Linked DNA regions of Mus musculus: regions 2 and 3 are each linked to region 1. Evidence: chromatin contacts called from public HiChIP or PLAC-seq data. All regions are on one chromosome and are shown on one strand. Each heading gives the region's core, a stretch centred on a gene start, on an enhancer-like site or on the middle of the called end of the contact. The rest is flanking DNA. Distances are from core to core; before and after follow the strand shown. Region 1 holds the start of Xpnpep1 (X-prolyl aminopeptidase (aminopeptidase P) 1, soluble). Region 2 has its middle 18 kb from the start of 1700001K23Rik. Region 3 has its middle 18 kb from the start of Mxi1.

Evidence for each region. HiChIP or PLAC-seq counts read pairs in DNA pulled down with a chosen protein or histone mark.
Region 2: a contact with region 1 is called in an H3K4me3 HiChIP or PLAC-seq map of bone marrow-derived macrophages, with 5 times the contacts expected there. The contact joins the enhancer-like site here to the promoter of Xpnpep1 in region 1. A contact is called at or near these places in 5 of 39 promoter capture datasets (the C10 cell line, cranial neural crest, fetal liver and 1 more), 12 of 115 datasets of contacts at active chromatin or transcription factors (the NIH/3T3 cell line, bone marrow-derived macrophages, embryonic stem cells and 5 more) and 2 of 9 other capture datasets (liver and pancreatic islet).
Region 3: a contact with region 1 is called in an H3K27ac HiChIP or PLAC-seq map of extraembryonic endoderm stem cells. The contact joins the enhancer-like site here to the promoter of Xpnpep1 in region 1. A contact is called at or near these places in 7 of 39 promoter capture datasets (the C10 cell line, the HPC-7 cell line, cranial neural crest and 4 more), 12 of 115 datasets of contacts at active chromatin or transcription factors (the NIH/3T3 cell line, bone marrow-derived macrophages, embryonic stem cells and 5 more) and 3 of 9 other capture datasets (adipose tissue, liver and pancreatic islet).

Annotation. Positions count from the first base shown.
Region 1 is chr19:53,036,754-53,040,951 of GRCm38.p6, reverse strand. Xpnpep1 (X-prolyl aminopeptidase (aminopeptidase P) 1, soluble) reads left to right here and starts at 2,382. Exons shown (of 20, transcript NM_001374834.1): 1 at 2,382-2,438.
Region 2 is chr19:53,270,872-53,275,111 of GRCm38.p6, reverse strand. No RefSeq gene overlaps it. Among named protein-coding and RNA genes, the nearest start is that of 1700001K23Rik, 18 kb to the right of the region's middle. Within about 2 kb of position 1,546, at least 51 of the 459 cell types and tissues checked have an H3K27ac peak or open chromatin away from gene starts, as enhancers often do. A contact at or near this core is called in the NIH/3T3 cell line, bone marrow-derived macrophages and microglia, where this site is marked.
Region 3 is chr19:53,290,749-53,294,661 of GRCm38.p6, reverse strand. No RefSeq gene overlaps it. Among named protein-coding and RNA genes, the nearest start is that of Mxi1, 18 kb to the left of the region's middle. Within about 2 kb of position 1,746, at least 5 of the 459 cell types and tissues checked have an H3K27ac peak or open chromatin away from gene starts, as enhancers often do. A contact at or near this core is called in extraembryonic endoderm stem cells, where this site is marked.

The DNA.
Region 1 (4,198 bases), core at 1,133-3,632:
CCCATGGCTCCGCACCCCGCAGGCAATGAGCTTGACTGCTGAACACCCCGCTCTTTGCAACCAGTAAAATGAGTACAAATGAGTGCTTGGGTCACTGGGTTGTCGCGGGCTAGACAGATCGGGTTCAGTCTGTGTCAGTGTGTCTACCTACGCGAGGTCACAAAACCAGAAAAACCACAGTTAACCCTTCCTGGGCTCACCCTCTGCAATGTTTTTAGAGTCTCCTTCCTGGGACTTCCCGAAAGAACTTGAAGATGATGAAGGTGGCTTTGCTGTCTTGCAAACAGGAACTCAGGTCTGGTTCAGGGACTGCCCAGTGCTGCTTTCTCTCCTTTCTCCTGGGCAATTATGACTATGGGTGCTGCTGCGTTTTGATTGCACTTATAACTCTGCCCGCACTGCCAGATTTCTCTCTTGTTATTCTTTTGGGCGTGGGCAGGAGCCAGTCCTTGTTTACAGTCTCATTTTGGCTCCGCAGGCTTGAGGAAATGAACAGACATGCTGTGTCACACACATTCTTTTCTGGCTTGTCTACGTGCTAACCTAATGCTAACCGGGACTTTCAGTCCTCCAGGACAGCTGAACCCGTTGGATACAAGCGTACTCGGACTTCACCAAGGTCGACGTGGGATGGGACACAGCTTGGTTTTTAAAATAGGTGCTCACCTTCATTTAGTGCCAGGTGTTGTCCTAAGCACTAGGGACATAACAATGAACAAGAGAGCCACTGTGCCGGAGAAGTGTGCAATCTGGGGACATTTATTTCAGCAGCAAACACGTGAGGATGACTGTCAGCTTCTGCCCATTAAAAAAAAAGATTTTATTATATATATATATATATATATATATATATATATATATATATATATATACACACTGTAGCTATCTTCAGACACACCAGATGAGGGCATCAGATTTCATTACAGATGGTTGTGAGCCATCATGTGGTTGCTGGGATTTGAACTCATGACCTCTGGAAGAGCGGTCAGTGCTCTTAACCGCTGAGCCATCTCTCTAGCCCTCCTGCCCATTTTTAAGCAACAGAAACAACTCTTGCTCTGATGGCTATAGTATGTGTGCAGGGTAGAGAGACTATCCTCAGAAGATGAACTCCGGTGAACAACAGTAGAAGCTGTGGGAAAGGGGCCCGGATGGGTCCAAGCGGTTTACAGCTTTAAGCAGGTTTCATCGAGGAGGTGACACTTGACGGGACTGTGAGTGTCAAAGATAGGGAAGGCCAGCTTAGGTGGAGTGAGGTGACCTGTGAGCTGTGATTAAGAAGAGTCACTCCAAATGAAATGGGGACTGCTTAGTTTCTTTTCCCGTCGTTGTGATAAAACATTCTGGCGAAAGGAATTTGAGGGGTAAAGGACTTCTTCGGCTTCCAGTTTCCGTTCATCTAGTCAGGGAGCCAGGCCTTACATCGGTAGTCAAGAGGCGAGAGTAATATATTCATGCTCGTCTTCAGCTCATTTCCATTGATTTTATACAGTCTAGAATCCTCTACCTAGGGAGTGGTTCTGCCCGTCTTAAATAACACAAGACAACCCTCCAGCCAGGCCCAGGGGCTTTTTCTCCCAGGCGATTCTAGAATGGTCAAGTGGACACCTCAGGGTAGGTTCGGTCTGGCTTCTATGCAGGCGTCACACAGGTGAGGTGGAAGTGATGCACCCCAGATAGGTGACGTGATGGAAGTGGGTGGGGCTACGGATCTACTTTGAAGCCAGGACCAAGCGGATCTTGGGCAGATGGGGCATGGACCGGGGAATAAGGCAGATATTACGTCAAGATTTTTGCCCTTAAAACATGGAATAGCCACCGACTGAGATGAAAAAGCCCTACGTGAAGAATGTTTTTGTTTGTACATAGGGTTAGGAGCTAGGTTTGGACGCTTTAACGCCCGATCGTTAGCCCAAGTGAGCAGTAAGTTTTGAAGCTGTTGGGAATAATCATTTGGAAGACATCTCTAAGGTCTCAGCAAGTTATATCCTGATCCAGTCAGTGTCTCCAGGACCCTAAAATAGGTTCTTGCAGAGCTGGCCACGACTCTCTCGTCTTAGCTGACCTAAAAGCTGGAACAAACCGGAGAAGCATGCAGCTTCCTTAGCTGGCAAAACGCCTGTCCTTCCTCTTAAATGGAGAGGAAGATCAGTGACGACTGACCGGCGCCTCTCCCAATTGGTTGCACAGAACACCACACCCTCTCCAAGCAACAGCCCAAAGGTTTTGGAATTCTGACACTCGGCCACGCCCACTCCGGTGAACGGGCGGGGTTTACAGCGGGGCGGAGCCTCTGCGTGAGCACGCCACAGAGGGGAGGAGTGGCCTGCCCGGTGCGCGCGCCTGGCCGTGGGTGATCAGCTGGTCTGCGCTCCCCTGACGTGGGCTGGGGCACGTCACCGCCGAATGGCAGCCTCCAGAAAGCCGCCGCGAGTAAGGTGAGGGGACTGTGCCGGCTGACCGGCATCCGGCGCCCGGCGCGCGAGCTGCACCCCCGGGAGGGTAGGGACGAGAGGGCGAGCAGCGACGGGCCCGCGGCCGTCCGGGGATGGCCTTGGCTAGCGGGGGTTGCCCCAGCGGGAACCGGGGAACGATCTGTGCAGCCCGGCAGGACTCAGCTCGCTTCCGGCGGGGCCCCCGGGCACCTCCGGGCGGCCGGAGCCGGTCCAGGGACCAGTGTGACCGAGGAACTGCCTCGCTGGTCCCGGGAAAGCGGTGATCCTTACCACCCCCGACCCTGAGGGGAGGCCCTGCTGTTGCAGGAAGTTGGTCCCTCTTGGATCCACCCCGGGTACCCAGAAGTGATTGTGCCCCTGCCCTTTTCCTTCCTCCACGGCGGCGATCTAAAGTTACAACCCTGATCATTCTGATGACTGCATTTTACCTCTTGATTCAAACTCCCAACAGAGACAGGCAGCCGTTGTGCCCTCCCCACCCAAATGGTCTCAGGGGCTGTATCAGGAAACAGATAGGCATAGCCTTCCGGAAAATCCTCCTGGAGCCTGCTCTGGGTTCTTCTTGGACACAGGAAGTGAGAAGACACTTCCCAGACTCATGTTGAACATGCTTTAGTGTATCCCTTCTGCACCCGAACCAGGCACACTTGGTTATTTAAAGTGGGAGATGCTAAGAACATAAAACCAGAATTAAAACTCTGAGGGGATGCACAGGGGCGTACCCATCCTCTCAGACCAGTTGAGTCTTGAAAGAACACATGAGGCACCGCAGCCCGACTTGTGAAATTCCGACCATATTATGCCTGTTTCTGTGAGTGGACAGATCTCAAGCCTACCTTGACCCAGACCTGGTCTTGTCACAGCGTGTTAAGTGTGACCAAGAAGTTTATATATGCACGATGGTGGGTGGTGTGGGTAATTGTCCATGTGGTTAGACCTTCCTGGACGTCTTCTGCTGGAAATAAAGTCAGGCAATTGGATAATGATGTAATGTCAAAGGTTCGGAGGCAGCTTGAGGACCACACCACAGTCGTTGCTGGATCCTGGATCCGTAGTCACAGTATTGGGGGTGGTCAGTGAACGTCAGATGGTAGGCTGAGAGGGAGGGTGCCTTCCGGAAGTGGTAGAATTTCAGTGCCATCCAGTGTACAGATGAGGACCCCTTTCAGTTTAGAAGGTCAAACTGAACTCCTTGAAGGAGGCAAATGGAGGCTGGTGGCTGTTAGTGAAGCCAAAGATAGTCGAACCAATCCTGGCACCAGACTTGTCTTCCCCGTCTCACTTCTAGCTCCAGTTGTGTTCAGCTCTCGCTTGGGCAGACTTTTTCCTTCCCGCAGGTGGTGAGAGTTCTAGGCTGACAGTCACTAGAAACAGCCTTATGGTGCGGCTGGAGCAGAGGTCTTAGATCTCCTTCTCACTGAACTCACTTGATGGTTCATGCTATCTGAACTGGTCGTTAGGACCAGAGGGGTGTATTTACCAAGCTTGCATCCATGATGCGCATGGGTTCATGTGATAACAGCAGGTGATAGGTACTTACACCAAACCCTTGGACCGAAATGGGTATGGGGATTGTCATTGTCAGAGCAAAGTGGTGGTTGTCACGTCAAGAGCGGTGGGTTCTGGGTAGTGGAGGACATCTTTGCCTACTTCCCCACCCTAAGAACCCGTCCCATTTATCTCATTTCACTGAATACCATTTAGCACTTGGTTCTTTTTTTTTTTTTAAAGATCTACTTATT
Region 2 (4,240 bases), core at 297-2,796, 230 kb before region 1:
AGGACAGGCGGGTTGAGTTCATGCCACAGGCTGGCTATACTCTCCACGGGATACCTGGACTCTACTCAGGGCAAAGGGGAACCAGTGTGGGCTTGGGGGTGATGACTGGTGGGTACCACAACTCGTGAATGTGTAGTCTCTATCTCGCCATCCCTGGGATTATAAGCACACATTGCATACATGGTTAGTTTTCTTGTATATCAGTTTGGGGCATCAAGTCAGGTCCGCACACTTTCAAGACGCTTGATTGAGCTACTCCAACAACAACAAAAACAGCAACAACAACAACATCCAAAAGAACAAAACCAGGCTTTATAGCTTGGCTTTGAACTCACTCAGTGGCTTAAGCTGGCCTTGAAGTCAGGTGTCCTCCTGGGTGCTGAGATTACAGGCCTGGAATACTGTACCCATAGGAAGCACGGTTTCTACCACAGCCTGGCATGCATGTGTGCGCACTTGTGCGTGGTAAAAACTGCATACCCCATTACTTTCTGTTCTATCCAAATCATTTGTTTTAGAGCTGGTTGTAACCCACTAAATTGATTTTACTGCTCGCTAATAGTTTGATCCACCGTAAAACAAACAAACACCAACCAAACACACACACACACAAAACCAAATCAACAACACATACTGTTTGAGTGACAGATCCATGGTCCAGCCCACTTTTGTTGAGGGGCAGATTCATGGTCCAGCCCACTTTCGTTGAGTGGCAGATTCATGGTCCAGCCTACGTTTGAGTTTCCTTATGCTCACTTACATTTAATATGCAGCGTTTCTCCAAGTGCACTCCATGTACTGTCATCATTCTTCCACACAGATTGCTCTCCAGGGCAGCTCCGTGGGCAAGCACACGTGGGCAACGACACAACACGTGGTATCTGACCCGTCACAGCGTACTCAGCCTTGCCATCGTTCAAGGTCTGCGTTGATGGAGTTGACTGTACACATTTTAGCCACAGAGCCACTTTCCATTTGGGCGAGCCCCTGCTCCCTTCCTCGGGAGAACCCTGGTGTAGGAGAACAACTATCAGTCGGGGCCCTGCTGTTTCACTTCCTCCACCGTCCTGTCCATCCCTGCCCCTGCGAGCCCCTGCGAGTCCAGGAAGGTCCGCGTGTAATCGGGAGGGAGGGGAACTGGAACACACAGTGACCCTGTTTTCCTACTTCCCATATCAAGTCCCCGTGAGAGTCCTGCAGTCTTTTGGACCAGTAATTGAACCCAGGGCCTCTTGCATGGCAGGCTGGTTCACCGCTGAGTTACCTCCTCCGTTCCACCCCACCCTTTTTTTTTTTTTTTTTTTGTTTGAGTCAGGGTCTCACCAAGTTGCCTGAACTGGTTTTCAATTTGGACCACAGTGCTGTCAAGCTTTAAATGTACAATTCTCCTGCCTCTGCCTCCCAAGTAGCCATGTCAGCACGCCTGGCTGCACCTTACTTTCTCACTAGATGATGGATCTTAGATGTCACTTCCTGTTTGTACACAAAGCTTCCTTACTACTGCGGTCTCTGTGTGTGTCACGGATGCGTCATTACACGTGGGCAGCCATCTAGTGATGACTCGGGCCGTTTCCAGCGGTTCTGCTAGAGATGAGCCTGCAGTGAGTAACCATGTATCTGAGCGATTGAACGTGTGAGTGTGCATGCAACATAAATCCTTACAAGTGGAGCTGCTCGCTCTAAGCTCCGCACTTCCTTAGGGCTCGAAGGGCACTGTCCGGTGACCCTCCGAGGTCCAGCTGGAATCTCAAGAAGAGATCTTTCTTGTTTGATGTTTGATCCCAACCAGCTACACACATTGGCCCAGAACTCAGGAAGCATGGCGCACATTGCTGGACTGTCTTCAAACAGCTGTTTGATGTCATCAGTGGCTGCTGACAGAAATGGTTTCCTCCAGGGATGCCCCCCCCCCAAGGGACACATATGCTTGTGAGCGATGTATAAATGGGCTCAGAGCATGTTCTATGTAATGTGTGTGTGTGTGTGTGTGTGTGTACAGTCAAAAAAGAAAAGGTTATACTCTTAGATGGGCATGGGAGGAGTTGGTGTAGAGGGAGGGGGTAGGGTTGAATACGTGCAGGGTTTAATCTATGAAGCTCTTTAAAAAAAAACCTGTTAAATGCAAGCAAATCTTCAGCCCCAGCAACTGTTGGACTCGGCTAATTCATGTAGCCAAGTCAATTCCTTTCCCTCCTCTTTGTAAACTGGAGCATCCGAGCCCTGCAGCTCTGAGAAGTTGTCATTGTCTTTCTCAGAGGTGAATCAGGGCTTCTGTGGGCACTATTACTTTTATTTATTTATTTTTTTAAAGACTTTCTATGTAGTCCAAGTTGGCTTTGAACTCGTGGTCCTCCTGCCTCAGCTTCCCTACTGCTGAGATGGCAGGTATAACAGGTAGGTACCACTGCACCAACTTGGCCCCCTCCCCCAACTTGGCACTTTCTTGCAAACATAATGAAGCATTCTTTTCTCGCAAGACCAGCAATCACATCTCTTGGTGTTTTCTCAAGTGAACTGAATGTTTACGTCCACACCGGAGCTTGCCCATCCGTGTTCATAGCAGCTGTAGTCCTCATTGTACAAACCTGGAAGAAAACTAAGTGTCGGTAAATGAGCTGAAGAATAAACGGTTGTGTATTCAGAGACTGGAATAGCATTCAGCTCTGAAAGAAGCAAGCTATTTGGCCATGAGAAGACATGGGGGAACATGCGTTCATAGTGCTCAATGGAAGAAGCCAGTCTGAAAAGGCTCCGCCCAGTGAATCCAGCCCTGCGGCCTCCTGGGAAAGGCAGGGTTATGGAATCACTAGAAGAATCAGTGTGGTTGCTGGGGATTGGGGGGCAGAGGGGTACATGAGGCACAGGGGATTCCTCGGGCTGTGAAACTGTTGTGTTAGATATTCCAATGGTGGACACCTGACCACTACCAAAGCCCAAGGACTTTACAACACCAACCATGAGTCCCAATGTAGTCCCCAGACTTTGGACGGTGATGGTGTGTCCACATAGTCCCATCAACGATCAGAAATGGGCTGCTCTGGTTGGGACATTGGAAGCGGCAAGCTCTGCAGGAGCCATGTGGGAAGTCTTGGTGCCTTCTACTCTATTTATTTCATGGACCTTAGGCTGGCTGTGGTGGTGTACACCGATAATCTCGGTAGAGGTAGCAGGATTACAGCAAATTCAAGGCCAGCCTGGTCTACATGGTGAATGCCAGGTCAGCCTGGGCTACCTGACAGAATCTTGTCTCAAAAAATCAGAAGTAATTAAGGAATGTTTTTAATTAAAAATTTTAATAGGGTCTTAAATAAATGTGAGACATATATGTAACTTTTTGACAGCAAAGTTTGAGATATTACTCAAATTGTATGTAACTTGCTTCCTATAAGCGTACCTTCCGGTGGATTTTAGTACACTCAGAAGGCTGCACAGCCATTACCTGGTCCTAAACCATTCCCATCACCCCAAATGGAATCCCACGTCCATCAGCAGTCTCTCTACCCATGCGCTGTGCTTGCTCTGGTAGCCACACATCTTCCTGTTGTTCTAGATCTGCATCCATGTGCCAGACATCACACATGGATGCAGGGGTGGGGGGGGGGTGTTGGGGAACCCTGCCAGGCAGGACCTTACAGATGCTTACCCAAACCCTCAGATATTACCGAAGCCTCTCATGTAAAATGGGTTGAATCTGCATATAACCTACACATATCCCTGTCCCTGCGTCCTCTAATCATATCTATGTTAATTATAATGTCTCACACATTGTTGATGCTTATAATCTTAAACCTTTGTTCCTTTTTCTTTTTGGAAGCAGGGTCTGCTATATCGTCCAGAGTAGCCTCAAATTACCACCACTCCCTCCTCCACCTCCCAAGTGCTGGATTGCCCACCTAGCAGCACAAGTTTACACCTGGCAGAACAAGTTTATCCCCGTATTCACTTCCAGGGTTTTCTTGAGGTAGCTCCTTAGCTTAGAGCTTTGATCGGCTGTGTTAATTTTTCATCCGGTGCAGAGGTAGATACAGTTTCAGTCTTCGGCACCGTGGCTCTCTGTTTGCCCCAGATCTTCTGTTTGCTGAAAGATCTTCTTCTTTCCCCAGTGAACAGCCCTGGCACCCTGTTGAGAATCAATTACCCCAACCGTGAGGCTGACTTCTGGCGGCCTAGCCCAATCCGGTGGATCTGTGGATCTGTATGTCTGTCTTTCCGTCAGTTCACACGGTGCTGAGGACCGTCC
Region 3 (3,913 bases), core at 497-2,996, 250 kb before region 1:
CTGTGTGAAGCCAGCTGGGAAGAGAAACACAGAAACCCTCACTGTAGTTGGGAGACTGTGGTTTTTGATGATCCTGTCTCAGTAACTCACTGAACAACTAGACTGGTGAATCTCCAGATGAACTGCAAATTATCACCAACCAACATGATCTATGTGCTTTCAAGGGGCCACAGAGCATTTCAATATAGATTGTGCTCTGGGACTCAGTGATAGAAAATATAGAGATTCTAGAGTTTGTTCTCCAGCAATCATGGACTCTAGCTAGAAGTCATTAGCAGAAACACAGTTTAAGCCTTCTAATACTTACCAGCTAAATAACACACACCTGAGTAATCCAGAACTGAAGAGGAAAGCTACGAAGAAAACTAAGAAGGTGTTGAGCTGAACTAAATTAAAATATAATATGTCAAAAAAAGGCTGAAGCAGCAGCAAATGGAGCGGATAGCTCACATGAACAAATCAGAAAAATCTTACGTCTGTAATTTAAGCTTACAAGTTTTCTTCTTTAAGAAGAAAGGAGAAATGAAGCCAGAAACCAGCAAAACATAAAACAAACAAACAAAAAAAATAGAGAGAAAAAAAATTAACGAAACAGAGCTGTTTCTCTGAAATGGTCAATAAAATTGACAAATCTCTAGCAAGGTTGACAAATGAAAAAGGCAGGAGACCCACATATTATCAACATCAGGAATGAAACAGAGACTATTACTCAGGCCCTGAAGACATCCACAAGATAAAGGGACCGTGTGACATTTATAGAGGAACCACAAGCCACTCAATATGAAATAATTCAAATATCCCATCAACGATTAAGCAAATTGAATTGTGAACTGAATTAATTAAAGCATGCCTAAGAAATAAAGTCTCGCTATACAATTTTACAAAAACTTATAAAGAAGACCAGGGCTGGTGAGATGGATGCCCAGGTAAGAGTGCTGGCTGCCCTCCCAGAGGACTAACATTTGAGTCCCCACACCGCGACACACAGAGGCTCGCAACCATCTGTAACTCCAGTACCAGGGGATCTGAAAAGCCACTTCTGGCCTCTGATGACACCAGATATGAGTGTAGTACATAGAAAGGCATGTAAGCAAAATACCTATATATGTAAAATTATATATATATATATATGCACATATATATGTAAAATTATATATATATATATATATATATATATACATACACATATGTATTAAAGATGAAGAAGAATTATCACCACTTCTAAACCATCTCAGAAACAAGTCTTCTCAATTTGTTTACGACGGTGGTACTGACACCCAAACTAAATTCAACACATAAAAAGCAATCTGCACACCAACACCCATCATGTGCCTGCCTGCGAGAGCCCTTTATGAAGTGTTAGTGTGTAAAATTCGGCATGGCAAAGTGAGTCATACCGCCCAACCGAGCGGTTCATCCAGAGATGCAGTGTTGATTCAATGGTTGAAAACTCGTGATACAAAAACGCTAGTAAGCGAAGGGAAAGACCACGTGATCCTGTCCACACATTCAGAAATACATTGGGCAGATGTGGTACCCACGCATGATGAGAACAAAACAAAGCTCTCGGGAGAACAAGAACCTCCTCAACTTGATAAACTGCATCTCCCAGAATCCACACCTAACGACATCACCATCACGCTAAGGCTTTTATCCTAAATTTGAGGCCAGGTTGAGACATTCTCGCTAGTGCAGTAAGGCAAGGAGGGGAGACAATGGGGATTTGTCTAGAGAAAACAAGATAAAATGAAGCCAATCTCTACACAGCGTGGTTGTTTATATAGACAATCCCAAGGAACCTTCCAGAAAGGGAAAAGAAGGCAACAATAACAAAACCCAGAGTGAACAAGAGAGCCCAGTAGTGACGCACGATGTGAAATGAAGGTACAAGACCAGGATTATAGTCTCACACCCCAGCAATGCACACAGGAGCACCGGAAGGAAACTGCAACAATTCTCCCACATCAATTCTCCCACAGCCATGTGTATTTTCTAGCAATGGGCCTAGCAAGATTTTTAAATATAACAATAAATATTTTGTTTTCTGAGATGGATATGGGAAAGTGTTCTAGCTAGCTTTCCGACTAAAAGCAACCTGGGAGGGGAGGGGTTTTACTTCACTTCACAGGTTCCTGGGCAGTGGGGGAGGGCTGCTTACTGGTTTTCTCTTGCTTGGGTTTCCATTCGGTCAGCTTTCATACACAACCCAGGACCTCCTGCTCAGGGGTGACTCGCTTACCCATTAGCAACCAAGAAAATGCCCCACGGACATGCGTGGAGGTCAGTCAGTTGGAAGCAGTCCTGTAGTTGTGGTTCCTACTTCTCCAAGATCAGCCACCACAAAAGACAAATGAATTAGGGCAGCTACAGTTTTGCTTCATGTTATTTGTTTGTCTATCTATCTATCTATCTATCTATCTATCTATCTATCTATCTATCTATCTATCTATCTAGTACGTGTGTGTGCCGTATTTGTGTGTTACACCACAGCTTCCCTGAGTTACAGTTAGGTTGTACTCTAATAATCTACATTGTAAATTGACACCCTGGTAAGTTAAAAATGTGTTTCTATATCTAATATACCTAGCATCAACAGCTTACCATACTGCCTGGAACTTACTGGGGGGTGAGCTGCAGCTCTTGCCACAGCCTGGCATGGTGAGTGTCTTACCGCTCATTGCTAGCCTGGGAAAAGATAAGGAAATGAAGGACAGATTCTTTCGAGTGTGTATCACTTTTACACAGTGATAGAGTTTAGAGCTATAAATGGGATCCTTGCTACAAACTGTCTAGATGCATGAATACACTGTGTACTGGCCCCGTAGCACCAACTCTGGTTCCCACACACAGCTCTCTGGAGCAATACAGTTTGGTTTTTTCATCTCTCCTCCTCCCTTCTCTTTCCTACCCCACCCTCCTCCTCTTCCTCCTTCTCTTCTCATCAAAAAAAAAAAAAAAAAAAAAAGAAAGAAAAAAGAAAAAAGCGGTAGCCAAGAGCCAAGGTCTGCCCAGTAGCATAATGTAGAACATGTCTGCTCCATCACCCAAGGAGATATGATCCCAGAAAAGAGGACTCGGCAACTTGTGGCAATTTGCCATATTCTCAAAGAAGCCCCCAGAAAGCTCAGGGGCTTTGCTGGGGCTTGGACCACTGAGAGACTGCGGGCCAGATTCTGAAACATTGGGAGCTTGGAGCCCTCTCCCTCCAGGTCTCAGAGTTCTGTGGCTTCCAACTGGATTTGCTATTAGTCCTCAAAAACAAAACAAACAGAAAACCACCACCACTGCTGCCACCTCCATAGCAACAACAACAACAACAACCATTTTAAAAACTGTCAAAGCATCATGAAATGAAAAAAAAAAAAATGAAAATTACCCAAACCTGATGTGGTGGCACACACCTGGATCCTAGTACCAACACACAAAATATTATCCAAGTCCCAATCAGTAAGGGTAGCATTTTTGCTTGACAGAATACAAAAACTCACCTCTTTCCCCACCTAAGGTCCTTAGTTTGTACTTTGCTCACTTTCAGGATAAAGTTAAAATATGTCCAAACAAAACCCCAAACCTCTGCCTCAGTGGGAGATGATGTGCCTAGTCCTGCAGAGACTTGATGGACCAGGGTTGGGGGGTGCTCAGGGGGTGCCTCTACCCTCTCAGAGGAGAAGGGGCTGGGCTGTGTGAGTGGGGTGACCAGGAGGAGGGGCAGCAATCTGGATGTAAAGTTAAATAAACACATGGGGAACAAGCAGGGGGAACCTTGCTTCTCTTCCAGAGGAATCGAGCTCAGTTCCCAGCACTCACAGTTGGGTGACTCAACCTCCTGGACTCCAGATACAGGGTTTCGAATTTGTCCTTTCTGGCCTCAGCAGGCACCTACACAGGCCTGGCATACACAGAGAGAGACATG